2 separate regions of the Mustela erminea genome follow, and region 2 is linked to region 1. The links are chromatin contacts, called in public Hi-C maps. All regions are on one chromosome and are shown on one strand. The core of a region is the stretch at or near the end of the contact, and the rest is flanking DNA. Distances in the headings are between cores, read along the strand shown. Region 1 holds the start of VCPIP1 (deubiquitinating protein VCIP135). Region 2 holds the start of CSPP1 (centrosome and spindle pole-associated protein 1).

Region 1 (6,076 bases), core at 412-2,911:
CAATAAAATAAAGCTGTGCTGCCTTCTTAAGGGTAAACATCTTTACCACTCCTTGAGTCACTAAGAGACTCAGAGGTTTAACAAAAGGTCTGGGCTTAACAGCTCTTTTCTTTTGTAATTAGTGTAAAAAGCACTCTCTACGTCAGAGATACACTAGTGATTTGACTTTGGACAAGTCAGTCACTTAACTCCTACTCTGTTTGCAACAACTGTAAATGGAGTCAACAATACCTGGTAACATATTACAGGACTGGTGGGAGGATGAGATGATATATGTGAACACATTATGTAAACTATAAAGCAATAGTAATGGGAAATTAGTTATTTTATATAAAACTGGTCTAACCTTTCCTGCCTATATCCCTGTCTGCAAAATGGGTACAGATGTAGATCTGAATGCCTAACAGTCACTTACTGGCTGTGTAAACCTGAGGAAGTCATTTTCTTTCCGGACGTGGATTCTAACAAGGTTATTACGAAGATCATATTATATCGTGTATGTAAAGGCTGCGACAGGAATATACTAGAACTTAGTAAATGATAGCTGTTATAACTCTCTGAGGAGAGTGCCGTAAGTAGCAAATTATATCGAATTAAAAAATTTGTATGTATATACGACTCTATACGCATCCAAGGTATTGTTATTTGTACTGTAAACTTTAAAGATGTACACGGAACTGAGAAACAAATGGCGCCTCAGTGACCCTCAGTAGAGAGGGGGGAAAAGGACAGAAAGGGGGGGACTTAGGACCTCAGTGGTTTGGAATAGGAGCAGGAGTGAGAACAGAGAAGTGTGGCAGAAAAAAAAAGACCTTAAGACATACTCTGAGAATTTATTGTCTTCCCCCTTTTTTCTTTTACGATCTCCAATCTAGATTAGATCATTTCATTCAATTTACCAGCCCGCCATATCGCTGGACATTTATGTACTGTACCTTCTTTACTGAGAGCCTTTCATTCCCCTCCCCTTCTACGAGTCGAGAAGTTCAGACCCTCCGCTTCCGACACCCATTCCCTTTAATTCTGTTTTTACCAAGCTTCCCCGTATCCTCTTCTCCGCCGACGGGGGAAGTGAGGCTGAACGCACCGCAGGGCATCCTAGGAAATGTGGTCTCTCATTCTCTTTTGCTGGCGCCCCAGAAGTGGAAAGTCGACAAAGGCGATCCAGTTAAAACTACAACTCCCGGCAGCCAACATGAGTGACACTCTTCCTTTCTGCCCCCCTTCCTACTGCCTTCCTCTTCCTCCTCTCCGCGGGAGCTGAACCGCTTGGCCTCACGGTATTTGTAGTTCTTTCTGGATCCAAGATCCCAGCACTCAACGACCCGGACAGAGGCTGCAAGACTCTAATTCCCAGAGGGCAGAGCGGTAGCTGCGCCTGCGCACTCTCAGTGAGGGCGTGTATGTCTGTGTGTCTGAGGGAGAGAGAGAGCGAGAGTGAGTGAGTGTGAGTGCTGGGTAGGGTGGTGGCCGTTACGTTCGGGGCAACGGCTACGGCAGTGGAGAAGTAAGAAGAGAAACAACGTCCGGCGCTTCCGCCTTCGCTTAGGAGGAGGAGGAGCTGGTAGGGAAAGGAAAGTGATTCGCCCTGGGCCTGAACTGGACAGAGTCGGGCTGGTGGGGGGTCTGGGCTATGAGCCTTTGAGGGTCGCTTGGGACGCGGAGCGAGACTCGAGAGCCGAGAGGTATGTCTCAGCCGCCGCCGCCGCCGCCGCTGCCGCCTCCACCTCCTCCCCCTGAGGCTCCGCAGACTCCGCCGTCCCTGGCGGCGGCGGCTCCTCCGGGGGGGCTCTCGAAACGGAGAGACCGGAGAATCCTCTCCGGGAGCTGCCCGGATCCGAAGTGCCAGGCGCGTCTGTTCTTCCCGGCCTCCGGTTCTGTCAGCATCGAGTGTACCGAGTGCGGACAGCGGCACGAGCAGCAACAGCTGCTGGGGGTGGAGGAGGTGACCGACCCGGACGTAGTGCTACACAACCTGCTGCGGAACGCGCTGCTCGGGGTGACAGGGGCACCCAAGAAGAACACGGAACTGGTAAAGGTGATGGGCCTTTCTAACTACCACTGCAAATTGTTGTCGCCCATATTAGCTCGCTATGGAATGGATAAACAGACAGGCAGGGCTAAGCTTCTCCGGGACATGAACCAGGGTGAACTGTTCGATTGCGCTTTACTCGGTGACCGCGCCTTCCTCATCGAACCTGAGCACGTTAACACGGTGGGCTACGGCAAGGACCGCTCCGGAAGCCTCCTGTATTTGCATGACACTCTGGAGGACATCAAGCGGGCCAATAAAAGCCAGGAATGCCTCATTCCAGTTCACGTGGATGGGGATGGACACTGCTTGGTGCATGCTGTGTCCCGGGCTCTAGTAGGCCGGGAGCTCTTCTGGCACGCCTTGAGAGAGAATCTTAAACAACACTTTCAGCAGCACCTGGCCCAGTATCAAGCCCTGTTCCATGACTTCATTGATGCCGCTGAATGGGAGGACATTATCAATGAGTGTGACCCTCTGTTTGTACCACCTGAAGGTGTTCCCTTAGGCTTGAGGAACATCCACATATTTGGCCTTGCCAATGTATTACATCGCCCTATTATTCTGCTAGATTCTCTCAGTGGCATGAGAAGCTCTGGTGATTATTCAGCCACCTTTCTGCCTGGGCTCATCCCTGCAGAGAAGTGCACAGGGAGAGATGGTCATTTGAACAAACCAATCTGTATTGCATGGAGTAGCTCTGGTAGAAACCATTATATCCCCTTGGTAGGCATAAAAGGGGCTGCTTTGCCCAAATTGCCTATGAATTTGCTGCCTAAAGCTTGGGGTGTGCCTCAGGACCTTATTAAAAAGTACATTAAACTTGAGGAAGATGGTGGTTGTGTTATTGGAGGAGACAGAAGTTTGCAGGATAAGTATTTGCTTAGGCTTGTTGCTGCTATGGAAGAAGTCTTTATGGACAAACATGGTATCCATCCTAGTTTGGTTGCTGATGTCCATCAGTATTTCTACAGGAGGACTGGGGTGATAGGAGTTCAGCCTGAAGAAGTCACAGCAGCTGCTAAAAAAGCAGTAATGGATAATCGCCTTCACAAATGTTTGCTCTGTGGTGCCCTTTCTGAACTTCATGTTCCTCCAGAGTGGTTGGCTCCAGGAGGGAAACTGTATAACCTGGCAAAAAGTACTCATGGACAGCTGAGGCCTGACAAAAATTATAGCTTTCCCTTGAACAATTTAGTTTGCTCATATGATTCAGTGAAAGATGTTCTGGTACCAGACTATGGGTTGAGTAACCTGACAGCTTGTAATTGGTGCCATGGCACTTCTGTGCGAAGGGTCAGAGGAGATGGGTCTATTGTGTATTTGGATGGGGACAGAACTAATTCTAGGTCCACTGGTGGCAAATGTGGTTGTGGATTCAAACATTTTTGGGATGGTAAAGAGTATGACAATCTACCAGAAGCTTTTCCTATTACTTTGGAATGGGGTGGAAGAGTGGTCAGAGAAACAGTATATTGGTTCCAGTATGAAAGTGATTCATCTTTGAATAGTAATGTTTATGATGTTGCAATGAAACTTGTTACCAAGCACTTTCCAGGTGAATTTGGGAGTGAAATCCTGGTTCAGAAAGTTGTCCATACTATATTGCATCAGACTGCCAAAAAGAATCCTGATGATTATACTCCTGTAAATATAGATGGTGCTCATGCCCAAAGAGTCGGAGATGTACAAGGACAAGAGTCGGAGTCTCAGCTCCCAACTAAAATTATTCTTACTGGACAGAAAACGAAAACTTTGCACAAGGAGGAGTTAAACATGAGTAAAACTGAAAGAACTATTCAACAGAATATTACGGAACAGGCTGCTGTAATGCAGAAACGGAAAACAGAGAAGTTAAAACAAGAACAAAAAGGTCAGCCCAGGACTGTTTCTCCTAGTACCATTCGTGATGGTCCATCCTCTGCACCTGCTACCCCTACCAAGGCTCCCTATTCACCAACGACTTCTAAGGAGAAAAAGATCCGAATAACAACTAATGATGGACGACAGTCCATGGTTACACTTAAGTCTTCAACAACCTTTTTTGAACTTCAAGAAAGCATAGCCAGAGAATTTAACATTCCTCCCTATTTACAGTGTATTCGCTATGGCTTTCCTCCTAAAGAGTTAATGCCACCCCAGGCAGGAATGGAAAAGGAGCCAGTTCCTTTGCAGCATGGTGACAGAATTACAATAGAGATTCTAAAAAGTAAAGCAGAAGGTGGTCAGTCTGCTGCAGCACACTCAGCCCACACTGTGAGACAAGAAGAGGTTGCCGTTACTGGTAAACTATCTAAGGAACTTCAGGAGCAAGCTGACAAGGAAATGTACTCCTTGTGTCTTTTAGCAACATTAATGGGTAAGATCATTTTAACCTAGATAGTTATTTCTTAATTGTGAATATAATGCATTGAGTTTTTCTGTTGTCTTTGTGGGAAAAAAATTTAGTCATCAATTGATTATATATAAAGTTTAGGAAGAGATTATTTTCTTCAGTTTTGTTTTGTTTTGTTTTTTTTAACAGATAATGGATATATGTTAGCATGATTCTCTACTGATTAAATATTTAGGACAACATAACTTAAGAAAGTGAAAGTAGTCCCTTAACTGTCACCAGATTATTTCAATATAATTTATTGTTGTGATTTTTTTTTTATAGCCTTATAATGCCTCTGTTTAAAACCTTTAAAAATATTCCCTCCCCTCCCCGGGCTCTATTGAGCTTGCCCACTTTGTCCCTTTTCATTTATTTTTAAAATTTTCTTTTCCTGCATGTCATGTGATTTCAGGACTTCCTGTTTGATGAATTGCAGTTTCTGGTGTTTATATTCTCACTGCACTCCCACCTAATAGTCTCTGCCCTCCATTTCCTGCTCTTCCTTTTCCAGTTCATCACATTTTTATTTGTATGTTAGGATTTGTGTTTAAGTAATTCCTATGCTTACTGACTCTATGCCATCGATTGTAATGAGCTATTATAAACTCATGAGAAATAAAACAGAGGTAGATGTTAATGGGGTTGCTTAAGAAGTGTTTCTTTTTAATAATTCAGCATAAATTAAAAATATCAACCAAATATGTAAATTACATGATGATTTTAGATAATTTGGGATATGCTCCAACAGTGCACTTTTAACATGTTTATTTGCTTAATCTTTGTTTTTAAAATCACTCTTAATATGCTTTACTAAGGCTTAAAGTAGAATTAAAATTTATATTACATATTAGAAGAGCCTTATTTTTGCTGAGATTAGAGCTTTTAACTGGAAAAGTGATCTGGGTTTGATTCTGTTTTCTAAGAGTAGTAAATATCAGTGAATTGGGCCTTGACCTACGAAAATGAAGATTATTTATTCCTGGCTTGTTAAATTTGTGGGCCTAGAAGTTAATAGGCAATCTAAAAGCTCTGAACACATTTATAACTTGATACTGATATTGCTGATTTTATTTTGGCAGACATAGCCATAGAATTGAGGGATATGTCAAGAAATGTATTAGGCACTGTATATTTCTCTCTCTCAGTTTCTGGTTTCTTAGACACTTCATGAAATAGAGGAAAGATCGTGTGATCTTTGGAGTCAGAAAGACCTAGAATTTAAATCTTGGCTCCACTACTTACTAACTTAGTGGTTCAGGCAAGCTGCTTAACTCCCCAAGACTTTAGTTGCCTCTTCTCTACAAAATACCCTTTGTAGTTGGTACCAGGGCAACACTAAAATACTCCTAGAACTCTGAAAATTAAATAACATCATTAGAGAATGGCTAAAATTAGGTATATGCAGAAGGTACTTTAAAAACTGGCGCTCTCCCAGGTGAAAAACAGGAAAGAGAAGGTCTTCCGCAATAAAAGGCGAACTGTTGAGGATGTAGCTCATCTCTTCTCTAACCTTGGATGCTCGATACCTAGTAGAGTGCCCAGCGAATTGTAGGCACTTTGAAATGTTTTTGATTGGATTAAATAGATGACATTAACATGTTTAAAGAAAGGCTATGTCAGCAGAAATGGAATGGATGGTCAGCATTGAACATTGAAAAAGAACTGAA
Region 2 (6,822 bases), core at 1,062-3,561, 340 kb before region 1:
GGGAGGGAAGGCACGCGGGAGCTGTGGGTGGCGGCCCCGTTAAGAAGCGTCAACGCGTCGTCAGGCAACCGGGTCTCCACAGCACCCAAGGCTGCGGTGGCTGCCGGGGCCCCGGAGTCCAGACCGCGTAACTGAGGCACCGTCCCCGAGCCACCAAGCAGCAGCGAAACCCCCGGAACCCACGTCCCCGGCCGAACTGCTGCGAAACCCCGACCAGGATCCTGTATCTGAGATACCGACCTCAACCCTGTAAGTCGGGCACCGCCCCTAGCCCGGCGTCTGCGAGACCTCACCTAGCAGAGAACCCTAGCCCTCTCAAACCCCGCGAGCCCGGCTCCGCAGCCAGCGTGGCAGCCGTGAGACCTCCACCTCTGGGGAGCCCCAGCCCCTACCCCTGCCCCTGCCCCTGCTCCCGCCCCGGGGCCGCGAACCCAACCCTGGGACACCACCTCCCCCCGACCACACCCCGCCAGGCCCGCTTCCTACCAGTGGTTGACTTGGGTTACTCGGGAGAGCGGGCTTGCGTTGGGGAAGACGCACAGCGCCCTAGAGAAGCTCTTCGCGGGCAGAACAGAGAGCGATGGCAGCCCAGCACCGGAATACTGTGACAAGCCGAGTAGCCCCGACTCCGCCTCTAAAGCCGAGCCCTCCGCCCGCCCTTCCCCAACGGACGAATGCGACCCCGCCCCCACTAGGCCGGGTGTAAGGTTGCGTAGTCGGAGCGCCCCCTGCCGTCCCGGAGGCCGCAAAGCACGCTCACCGGTTCTCAAGTTAAATCCTGGGAAATTCTTCCCAAGCTAAATCGACTCTAGCCCCTCCAAACCTTCCAAGCCACAGACGGCGTGGAAAGAATAAAGGGTAGGGGTGGCAGTGAGAGAAAAAGTTTTGGCATACACCTCTCCTGCGTATTTTTCCTCTCCAAGAAGTCTGGTCAACGTTTGTCCTGGGCTTTTATAACTAATTTTTTTTTTTTTTTTTTAAAGATTTTATTTATTCTTCAGAGAGAGAGGGAGAGAGAGCGAGCACAGGCAGATAGAATGGCAGACAGCGACTCACTCCAATACAGAGCGGCCATGTGCCACCTCTAGAAAAGAGATCTCTAGCTTCCCAAGAGAGTGGAACTGAGAATACTTTATCCTAAATTACTTTGTAAGAGGGTTTTAAAAACAAATTTTCTTCAAATGGAAGTTAATGTCAAAACTGCAGGAAGGAGTGTAGATTCGCTAATTCTAATGTTTTTATTTTAACTATTTGCCATACACAGTACTATAAGGGGAGGACACAACTCAGAGGAGCGTCCTGAGCTCTGAAGCTTACAGTGGGAAGAAAAAATTCCAAGCAAACAAATACATAAGTACAATGCCATGTAACAGTTATAGAAGCACCTACAGACATTTAAAGACACCTGAAAGGAATCATTATTGGAGAGTGGAGGAAGTCAAGAACGATTTCAAGATAGAGATCACTGAGCTGTGTTTTTAGATTAATTTCAGCTCCCAAGCAAAAAACAAAACAACACAGCCACCAGGGGAGAGTAGTTAAGCAACGATGTCCACACATCCAAAGTTTCAGGGTGATTTAAGATGAAGTTGGAAAGGTGAGCTGTGATGCTACTCTTCCCCTCCCTCCTCCACTCCAGGCCAAAAACCAAACAAACAAAAAAACTATTGACCATCTGTGTTGGGTGTCAGGAATAAACAAGGAACACAGAACTGGTTCCTGGGTTTTGGGCTTAGAATCTAGTGTGGAGTTGGGAGAATGGAGGGGAAGAAAAAAACATCTAAAATAAGGAAATAAGCAAAGTAATTAAACATTTCACTAACTGTGGGTAGAAAACAAGTTGGTGAGATTAATTTGGACTTGGGGACAGGAAGAGGTATCGCAGAGTTATGCTGAAGATTAAATCGTAAACTAATTTTAAGAATGGAGTACTGTTTTTTTCGGAACACTAATAGCTTATATAGATGTTAACTTTTACAAACATGACAAAAGACACCATCATAGCCTTCCACGAGTTTCCACAGCTTCCTTGGAATGTCAGAGAACTCCCCGCTAGCGAAGCGTAGTGCCAAACCAAGCTACAGAATTTTACGCACGTGCAGTGACTCATCTGGAAGTAAACAAGGATACCACGTTTATCTTCGTCTCAACTAGCGTCCAGAACTACTTATATCTCGAGTTTCTCACAGACATCCTTATTGTTTGGGCTTTTAACAAACATTTAAGATGTCTACATCCACATAAAAAACAAGCTTTTTCTCCTCAACACAGCCTAAGGATCTATCCGTTTTTAATATGGCGGAGGCCGAGCCTGCGCAGTACGAACAAAGAGGACCCGTTCCAGTTTCTGGCATAACGGTAACATGCCCTTCTTCCGGCGGGGAAGGCTATACCATTCTCATACCCAATTATTGTGTTTGTCCTAATTCACACATGTGATTTTCTACGACAGTGCGTTCTCATTTCAGCCACAGGAAGACTTCTCTGTCTCTATTATGTAACCGCTGTTTATATCGTGGCATCCCGAAAGCGTTCCCTCCATCCCCGAATGGTCTGTACCGACTTCACCTCCGGTTCTAGGTGTCATGGCTGCCTCGAGAGACTAGTACGAGTTTGTACCTGTGGTGGGAAGGGTCCGAAGCCCACACCCGGGAACCTAGTGAGGTAAAGTTGCGTCTCGGTTGTGGAGGCGACAACTTCTCCGATTCCTCGGCAATGGCGGCGTCCGGGAGTGGTATGGCTCAGAAAACCTGGGAATTGGCCAACAACATGCAGGAAGCCCAGAGTATCGATGAAATCTACAAATACGACAAGAAACAACAGCAAGAAATACTGGCGGCGAAGCCCTGGACTAAGGAGTGAGGAGGTCCCTGGCGAGACGCAGGGGAGGGAAGGGGCGGCGGGAGTTTAGGACACCCAGGGGGAGTGGGAGTTGCAGAGGGTGGAGAGTTTGTTTTCATGGGCAGGGAGAAGAATATGCCCCTGAGAAATTTTGGTCCTTTTGTCTCCTCAGGTAGAGCCAAAACCCCTCTCGGGGCTTGCTTCAACTCCCCTGTCTCTTTAACCCATTTGATTTCAGAGGATGTAAGAGGAAAAGGACAAGCGAGTATCATCTCATTTCTTATTATCTGTATTGTCATATATATGCCACACACCCTGCTTTAAGTCTTGTGTCGATTTACACCTTGCTGGGACCTTCAGTTTATCTCAGACTGGAGACTGCACCTGTCTTTAAAAACCAGATCAGCCCAGGGGTGTCTAAAATGACTGTGAGCCATCTTTCAGAGCTCTATAATCCATTGTTGACTGCTGATAACTGTTTCAGAAACGAGGCTCCACCTAGTCTCCCAAAACGTTACTCCACCAGATCTCAAGAGCTAGGAATTTTATCCGTAGAGTTTAAAGCTCTTTGCTCCTTAGCAAAAGCCCCTTTTCTCTGGGAGTAATGACAAGTCAAGGACTATTTACCCACAGCAGATTGTGTGAGGGAGAGAGTAGAAAGTAGAAATGGGAGGTAGCAAGGACAGCATGTTTATCAAGTATTTAATATGGGCTGAGCACTGAGCTAGGAATTCCCAAGTGTTATTTAATTTGCATGACAATCGTACTGTATTTTCATTCCTTTTCTTGCAAATAAGAAACAAGTAAATGTAAGTAACTTATTTCATCATCAGACTGAGGCAATGGACTTTTAAGTGAATAACAGACTGAAGTCAAACCTCATGACTGTCACTAGTTAGTTGACTGGCCCTAGGAAATTTGTGTATCTTCATTTTTTATCTATAAAAAGGAATTAAGACCTATCTATTGGTAATATCATAAAGATTAGATGAGATAATATATTTTAAAGGGCCTACAATGTATGTAAGGGGAGCACAATAACTATCTTTTTTTTCTTTTTCCCAATAAATGAAGGAGCCAAGATTTTAATTCATGTCTTGACTCCCAATACCAGGTCTCCATATTTCTCACTTGTGACTGAAATCTGTGGGCAGACATATTAAAAAGGCTTCTCAGGGGAAAAAAAGTTGGGGGGGTGTGGTAGGGGCTTCTCAGAGACATTGACTGACCACATTATTAAAAAGTGCTGTCTGCTTACTTTTATAACATTATACATTTAAGGTTGCTATAGCCTATTAAATATTTGAACACTATCTGCTTGCTTTACTCTCTGATTGTGGCTTAAATATATTCATCCTAGCTCTCCTGGGCTGCATCAGTGACACGGAAGTTGTAATTTTATTCAAGATAGTTTAGTCACATCTACATATGACTAACTGAAACAGTGATGGAAGCAGAAGTAAAGATATTAGAGCTACATTTTCAATTCTGAGGCTGATGGCACAGAAAGTAACACACTTTTTCAAGAGTACTATAGATGGGCTAAAACTAATCACAGCTATCACTTATAAAGTTTTAGTGCGTGTCAGGCAGTAAGCTAAGCATTTTATATACATTATTTCACTTACTTTATTTCCTCCTAACAACAAATCTTTGAAATATTCCTATTTGCAGATGAGGAAATTAAGGCACAAACATGAAGTGGTTATCTCTAAGACTACAGCCAGTGAAAAAGCAGAGTGTAGAGAAATAATCTTTGGAGTCAGGGTAGACTCATTGGAGTCAGGGTAGACTCCAATGTAAGCAGATGGGATGTCAGAGACCACATTTGGATCCATTAGGCGAGAAAGTTAGGCCTGAGAATCTTGAGGCGCAACCATCCAACTAGAGTCAGAATGAGAGATTTGGTGATTCCAAAATTAATTGAGAAAAAGTCTATTGAACTGGTCATGTAATTCCTTTCTACTTGAATAGCATATTTTAAAAATTATTTCACACTTTTCCCTTCCCCTGAAAGGAAATATTTTGCAGGACCCTGACATGTTTATCATTTCCAATCCCCTGCAGGAAAGCTACTTCCTTTTTCTTTTCCACATTCTACACTCTTTCCCCTTGCCATCACTATAAATTGCTTCAATACTTACTTGTAATCTTTACAAAAACTGTCTTTGAAATTATGTTTTATATAAGTTAATTATACTGTGCTTTTGTTTTGTAGCCACCATTACTTTAAGTACTGCAAAATCTCAGCATTGGCTCTACTGAAAATGGTGATGCATGCCAGATCGGGAGGCAACTTAGAAGTGATGGGCTTGATGCTGGGAAAGGTGGACGGTGAAACTATGATCATTATGGACAGTTTTGCTTTGCCTGTGGAGGGCACTGAAACGCGAGTAAATGCTCAGGCTGCTGCATATGAGTACATGGCTGCATATATAGAAAACGCCAAACAGGTAAAAATATTGTTCCTTAAAGATCAGTAACTCTAAATTAAGAGTCTCGTGGTAAGAAACTCTTGAGTTTCTAAACTTAAAACAATCCTCATTACATAAAGTTCATATTTTATTTCCAACAATTTCTATGTAAAATGTGTAAAAGGTTAGCATGCATTTTTTTTTTTAAACTCGTACTCAAGGGGCACCTGGGTGGCCCAGTGGGTTAAGCCTCTGCCTTTGGCTTGGGTCATGATCTCAGGGTTCTGGGTTCGAGCCCCGCATCAGGCTCTCTGCTGAGCTGGGAGCCTGCTTCCTCCTCTCTCTCTCTGCCTGCCTCTCTGCCTACTTGTGATCTCTATCTGTCAAATAAATAAATAAAATCTTTAAAAAAAAACAAAAACAAAAAACTCATACTCAAGAGAGTAGATCTTAAAAGTTTTCATCATAAGAAAAATGTTGTACCTAATGTGCAGTGATGGATGTTAACTACATTTCTTGTGATCATTTTGCAATATATACACACATTGAATCATAGTGTATATCCAAACTAATACAATGTTATACGTCCATATCTCAGTAAAAAAAAAAAAAATTATTTCTCACACTCAGTATCAGATGTATGTTTAAAACCAAAAATTTGGAAATGACCTAAATGTTCCTGAGTATAAAACTGATTAAAGGGGCGCCTGGGTGGCTCAGTGGGTTAAGCCTCTGCCTTTGGCTCAGGTCATGATCTCAGGGTCCTGGGATCGAGCCCCACATCGGGCTCTCTGCTCAGCGGGGAGCCTGCTTCCTCCTCTCTCTCTGCCTGCCTCTCTGCCTACTTGTGATCTCTGTCAAATAAATAAATAAAATCTTTAAAAAAAAAAACTGATTAAATAGATTATGGTATAGCCATACAATGAACTGTAAGCCTGCCTTTAAGAGAAATAAAAATTAAAAAGTAGTTATATCTTTATCTACTTGGAACAAACCCCATGATGTTGTGTTGAGTTGAAAAAGCAGAGTGTAGAGCACTGTATGTGGTATGCTGTTGTGTGTATCTCTCTTAATCTACACATGTGCAAAGAATATGTCCGTAAGATAGGTATTATATAAGCAGTGGTTATAGTGGTTTACATCTGGGTTGAGAAACTGGGTAGTTGGGGGTAACAAGGTAGGAAACAGACTGAATAGCCTTACTCTACTTGTGTCTTGTTAATTTTATTCCTGGAGCTTCAGGTATTGTGCTTTGGGTATTACCTATTGGAAATAATGCTTTTTTAACCTAAAAGCAGCATATGCTATCCACTGTTCTGCATGTTTTCATTTTATCATAATGCTATGTAAGCAGACAAATGACAAGTGTCTTTAAGATTAAACAGAATTCTCAATCTTCTCTGCCTTCTTTGTTAGGTTGGCCGCCTTGAAAATGCAATTGGCTGGTATCACAGCCATCCTGGCTATGGCTGCTGGCTTTCTGGGATTGATGTTAGTACTCAGATGCTCAATCAGCAGTTCCAGGAACCATTTGTAGCAGTAGTAGTAAGTATTTTTACAATCAGTC

The links. Hi-C and Micro-C count contacts between places; a contact is called where the count stands out from the background.
Region 2: a contact with region 1 is called in a Hi-C map of spleen, with 4 times the contacts expected there. The contact joins the promoter of CSPP1 here to the promoter of VCPIP1 in region 1. A contact is called at or near these places in 2 of 3 Hi-C or Micro-C datasets (skeletal muscle and spleen).

The regions. Positions count from the first base shown.
Region 1 is chr16:18,559,117-18,565,192 of mMusErm1.Pri, reverse strand. It overlaps VCPIP1 (deubiquitinating protein VCIP135), which reads left to right and starts at 1,661. Exons shown (of 3, transcript XM_032315883.1): 1 at 1,661-4,391. The coding sequence starts at 1,688. LOC116574897 (a long non-coding RNA gene) reads right to left here and starts at 1,406. Exons shown (of 4, transcript XR_004279540.1): 1 at 936-1,406.
Region 2 is chr16:18,902,006-18,908,827 of mMusErm1.Pri, reverse strand. It overlaps CSPP1 (centrosome and spindle pole-associated protein 1), which reads right to left and starts at 2,311. Exons shown (of 25, transcript XM_032315816.1): 1 at 2,097-2,311. The coding sequence starts at 2,110. It overlaps COPS5 (COP9 signalosome complex subunit 5), which reads left to right and starts at 2,394. Exons shown (of 8, transcript XM_032315819.1): 1 at 2,394-2,858; 2 at 5,060-5,294; 3 at 6,672-6,800. The coding sequence starts at 2,716.